Linked DNA regions of Triticum aestivum: region 2 is linked to region 1. Evidence: chromatin contacts called from public Hi-C data. All regions are on one chromosome and are shown on one strand. The core of a region is the stretch at or near the end of the contact, and the rest is flanking DNA. Distances in the headings are between cores, read along the strand shown. Region 1 holds the start of LOC123092824 (protein TITANIA). Region 2 holds the start of LOC123092826 (probable xyloglucan endotransglucosylase/hydrolase protein 27).

Evidence for each region. Hi-C and Micro-C count contacts between places; a contact is called where the count stands out from the background.
Region 2: a contact with region 1 is called in a Hi-C map of leaf, with 3 times the contacts expected there. The contact joins the promoter of LOC123092826 here to the promoter of LOC123092824 in region 1. A contact is called at or near these places in 2 of 5 Hi-C or Micro-C datasets (both in leaf) and 1 of 1 datasets of contacts at active chromatin or transcription factors (leaf).

Annotation. Positions count from the first base shown.
Region 1 is chr4B:479,277,042-479,279,803 of IWGSC CS RefSeq v2.1, forward strand. It overlaps LOC123092824 (protein TITANIA), which reads right to left and starts at 1,422. Exons shown (of 2, transcript XM_044514670.1): 1 at 1-1,422. The coding sequence starts at 1,242.
Region 2 is chr4B:479,800,832-479,803,593 of IWGSC CS RefSeq v2.1, forward strand. LOC123092826 (probable xyloglucan endotransglucosylase/hydrolase protein 27) reads left to right here and starts at 1,341. Exons shown (of 4, transcript XM_044514673.1): 1 at 1,341-1,795; 2 at 1,923-2,023; 3 at 2,125-2,333. The coding sequence starts at 1,591.

The DNA of each region.
Region 1 (2,762 bases), core at 172-2,671:
GTGGCACACCGGGCACATACATGCGCCACAGAACCCTTTGTTGCTGGAGCAAATCTTACACTCGCAATCGTCCACAGGCAGCATGCTCTTGCAGTTGAGGTTGCGGCACCGTGTCATGAGGAACATCTCCACGAGCTCGCTGCTTGGTACGCGGCCCTTGCCGGTGACAAACGCGGCCGAACCAGTCTTGATGGCCACCAGGATCTCCAACTGCGTCCTGTTGGCCCGCGCCAGTGCCTCGGCCGTCAGGTCCGACCGGCGCTCCAGCCTCCGCTGCAGGCTGGCCAGCTCGTCCGTCTTCTCCGGAGCATCGACCATGCTCCGCACCGCCGCCCGCAGCACCTCCAGAGACTCGCTGGGGAACTCCTGCAGCACATGCGCCATGGCCGACACAGAGTCCGACACGATGTCCCGCAGGATCCTATCAGGCCGCGACGTATGCCCGCCGCGGCCGCCGTCAAAGCTGCCCCCCGCGCTGGCCGCCGCCATCTTGGCGGGGAGCTCAGTGGGGAAGAAGGCGGAGGTGCCCTCCTTCATCGGCGGCGTGGCGAAGGCGACGCTGCCGTCCCCCATGGGGCGGAAATTGAATCTGCTGTGCACGGAGCCGTTTGTTCCCTCCCCGGCGGCGTAGATGTCGGTGGAGTTGTGCGTGAGGGAGCAGCTGGGGTTGTGCGAGAACATGGAGTAGGAGTAGGACATGTCGTCGGAGTTGATGCTCCGTGTGCGGCCCGTGGTGGCGCTGTAGGTCCGCCTGGGGGGTGGCGCGGCGGCGGCGCCGGCCGACGCGGCCCGGAGATCTCCATCGGCGGCGGGGGCCGGCGGGAGCTGCTGCTGCTGCTGCGCCTGCCCCTGCCCGGGCCCGTCGGACGGGAGGGAGAGCGAGAGCTGCAGGGAGTCGAGGCGGGGCTTCTTCCCGCCGACCACGGAGGAGTCGTCCCCAGGGGGATCGCCGCGCTTGGGCGCGGAGAGGTGGAGGAAGTCGCGCTCGACGCAGAGCTTGGCGTTGGCGGCATCGGCCGCGGCGGCGTCGGCGGCGGGGTTGGGGTTGGGAGGGGAGGAGGAGCCCGGCGCCGCTGCCGCTGCGGCCGCCGCGGAAGCAGCGGCCTCGGCGGCGGCGGCGGATGCGAGGGTGGGCTTGTCGCAGAGGTAGCTGCTGAGGGTGAGCTCGCGGTTGGGGAAGGGCTGGTCGGCGGGCGGCGGCGCGGCGCCGGGGTCCTTGGATCCGTCGGAGTCGCCGAACATGGCCGCCGGATTCGCGGCGATTTCCTGCGGGCTGCTGCGGGGCGCGCGGGGGTGGGTTGGGGTTGACTTCCGCACGCCGAGACGCGGAAATGGGGCGGACGGGACGGCGGGGGGTGGGAGGAAACTGTGAGCGCAACTATTTTTTAACCTGTTGCTTTTGGTCTGTCCCGAGGCCTCGTTTTCTTTTCCTTTTTTCTCTCTCTCCCGTGAGATGATGAGATGAGAAGACTGGGGGCTAGTGGAAGGGGGGAATGAATGTCTCGTCGCGGCAGAGGAGCTCCCTTCCGCTCCCGGTGGCTGGCTGGCGCCCGTGACGTTCAAAGCAGCAGCGGCGTCGCCTTGCCGAAGCTACGGACGCGTCAGGCTTTTGGCCGTTTGCCCGTCTTCCCATGTGAGAAAAACGGACGGTAGCGCCAGCACAAGTCGCACTGTCTCTCTCTGACTATTTGAAACGTAGAGATATTTTTGACGGGGAAACGTAGAGATATTTACGAACTGTTTTCACTGCCGCCGTCATTGCTCGTGCGTGAAAGTGAGAAGTGCCAACCCGTTTGGCAGGCAGGCGACAGGAGGGGGTCAAACTACATCATGTGATCTCCAGACAGCGACGATGGACGATCCATCCCGTGTTTCTCTCGGAAAGACGATCGAACCATCTCCACTCTCGTGCAGGGTAAAGCAACCCCGGCTCATTTCCATTCACAACAGCAACAAAGAAAAAAAAAAGGCTCGGTGCGAGCGGGTAGAAAGAAAGAGTGGGCCGTTTGGTCTGGGTGGACTGCCGACGGGGCAGCAATCAGTAGTGGAGCACCCTCGGTGGGAGAATTTCTTAGCTTATCTCACGCCAGTGTGACGGCCTAGCTGTCTGTCTATCCATCCATCCATTTGTTAAGTGCGGCAACGACGCAATGCCAATAACTTGATAACATAATGCGCTATTGCTTCCATGTCGATATGGTCCCTCATATATAATGCCAGCCAGCCTGAACTAGTCTGCATTTGATCTGAAAAAATGATCTTAAAAACCTGCACGACGAGAAATGCTTGGTCAGACGAATTCCAAACGGCATTCAATTCTCAATTGAGCAACAGGGTGTGCTTGGTTTCAATGTCAACCCCACGGCGCCAGCCGCCCAGCTAACTCCTGTGATAAATTACGTCAAAATAATAATAAAAACTGGCTGTTTATGAGTCCTCGCCGGTTTCCACCCGTTGACCGGCCGGACATCTGTTTTTCTTTTTTCTCTTTTGGTGTACTCCCTCCTTCCATCTATATAGGGCCTAATGCGTTTTTCGAGGCTAACTTTGACCAAATGTTAGAGCAATAATATATGACATGCAACTTAAACAAAGCATATCATCAAATTCATATGTGAAAGGAGCTTCCAATGATATAATTTTCACATTATACATGTTATGTAATATTAATCTTGTTAATAGTCAAAGGCGGTTCTTTAAAAACAAATTAGGCCCTATATAGATGGAAGGAGGGAGTACCAATTTTCTCTGTCGATCCTACG
Region 2 (2,762 bases), core at 91-2,590, 520 kb after region 1:
GGGTACCTCCTTTTCACTGAGCCGCGTCTAGCATCCGAGGTCATTTTGGGTCAACAAACTCTCCTTCGTGTATTGTAGCGCATACCGGCACAGGTAAGCGATTCGATCATGTACCAATGGCACACCATCGGAGGCCCAGGTACGTCACGGCGATGCCTAACTCCGTCTCGAGGACTAGAAAGGGCCCACACTCGTATACAACCAGTATTTTCATGCAGCCATAACTGGCGCCCCCACGTGACTTTGTACCATTGGCCACAATAACAGGAGCACGCGAGCTCGTCCTCCTTTTCGCTGCTCTCCCGCTGTATCCCTCTTTTCCCCCCGCAGCTGTTTGTAGCCGCTGCATTCACTCGATCTACCACTGACAGGCTCACATTCAATCGTGATTAACCTTTGCACTGTTGAGTGTCGTACTGCTAGTACCAGTACCGCCTCCGTGGTTCACCGTGCAAGGGTAGCTCTCAGCCTCTCACTCACACAACGTGAGTAGAGTTAGAGTAGGAGTACTACTGTACTGTAATGTGCGTGCTTACACGGTGAAAGGGGTCAGAAAGAGACACAGGCAACGCGAGCACACAGGAGCAAAGGTGGTTGCCTGTCTGTCTGTCTCGCTTCCATTTCAGGCCGCTGCATACTCACTCCCACACGACGGCGTCAGAGCGGGAAAGCTACAAAACCTACCGCGCGTAGAGTACGCCGGGGCCCCTGTGTCGGCCGTCGGATCCGGTCCGCCCCCTAAATTTCCGGCGCCTGCGGTCGACACTGCGTCGCGCAATTGATGGCAGCGCTCCTAGGAGTAAACCCCGCCGATACATTTCTAGGATACCGGCGCCGCAGCCACCTGCTCCTCCCGCCGGACATTCCTAGGATACCTTGCCGGTCGTCGCCTCGTTTGGACCCCGAATGCGTCCGATCATCTGGCTCCGGCACACGATCATGGACCAGTTTCCCTCACCGACGAATACGATGGCTTCGCCACTCCAATGCTACAATACGTCGAATGTCTGTCGACCAGCCTGTCCCTGGACGTGCCGTTTGTACGCTTCCTCCTCATGCTGCAGCCTGCAGGCCCAGGCCCTTGGTAGTATGTAGTATGTGGAGTGCTGACAGCAGTATCAGTATGGACCGTTCGAGCCGCGAGCGAGGGAACGGGAAGCTCGTGCGGGCATTCAACGGTACACAATAATAATCGAATCACCGGAAAGGTTGTGGGTACTAGTGCTCTAGGGTTTTGATTTGCGAATTAATGACGGGGCGATAGAATGGTTGGGTGGGATATATTTGGTTATCTACGGCAATCAAGGCCTCAATCACAATACGGATCCTGTCTAAGTAATTGGGGTGGGCGTGATAATTAATTATGATCCGCCACCACGGCGCGGCGCAGGCTACTCGCTCAAAACTGTGAGGTGCAACTCCCGATAAAACGCCGTATGGAAAGCTAGCTTCCTTTGCAATCCATCGGCCTAGTAGCGCTAGAGACGAGGCGAGAGAAGCAGCAGTGAGCTGCGGCCAGCCAGCACGATATAGAGGAGAGCGGAGGGGGGTCAAGGAAGGAACGGAGAGGAGAAGCAGGGGAGGGCACCAATGGCGGGTCGCTTCCTCTTGGCCGTCCTCCTGGCGTCGTCCTCTTGGGTCGCTGCGTCCGCCGGCGCCGCGGACGAGGTCATGGTCCCCCGCCCGGCGGCGGCGCTCACCTTCGGGGAGGGCTACACCCAGCTGTTCGGGGACTCCAACCTCAGGCTCCACGGCGACGGCAAGCGAGTCCACATCTCCCTCGACGAGAGGACAGGTACGCACCCTGCTGGCTGCTGTGCATCATCGATCGGTCGATCGATCCTCCCGTTCTTGTCCGGTGCACCAAGCCGCCGCCTTCCGTTCCTCATCGCGCCTGCCTCTGTTTGTTTGGTTGGTTCCAGGTTCCGGGTTCGCGTCGCAGGGCGCGTACCTCCACGGCTTCTTCAGCGCCAGCATCAAACTGCCGTCCGACTACGCCGCCGGCGTCGTCGTCGCCTTCTACGTGAGTTCACGCTTCTTGCAAACGAACCGATATAATGCAGAGAGAGACCGGCGAGAGAATTACTAACAGACTTTGGCATTGCGATCGTTGGATTCCGGCAGATGTCCAACGGCGACGTGTACGAGAAGACGCACGACGAGCTGGACTTCGAGTTCCTGGGGAACGTCAAGGGGAAGGAGTGGAGGGTGCAGACCAACGTGTACGGCGACGGCAGCACGGCGGTCGGCCGGGAGGAGCGGTACGGCCTCTGGTTCGACCCCACGCAAGACTTCCACCGCTACGCCATCCTCTGGACCAATCGCACCATCGTGTAAGCCCCTGCTCCCGCTCTCATCTCCACCACTCTTACTTACTTACTCGTGATCGATCGACGCTGCATTGCGTGCACGGCTGCAATTCTCAGTTTTCCAACACTGCATTCGCTGCAAGGTTTGATCGGCCTGAACCTTGAACAGCAAACGAGTTCAGAACTTCAGACTGGGAGCCCCCTCAAGTGGGGCTTCTGGCATAATGTAGAATAGTTTTAGCTGCAACAGCCCTAGCCAGTTACTTCACCTGACTTGGATTAGCTCGGCTTGCTCCAGGGTTTTAAACGACGTTTCAGAATGTTTCTGAATTGTTATAACCCGTAGGCTGAATTCTGCGGGCACGACTTGCGGATGCCTGCACCACAAGTGTGGTCGTGTACTTTGCAAATACAAGTTCCAAGTACACATGTACGTAGCAAATTAATGATCCT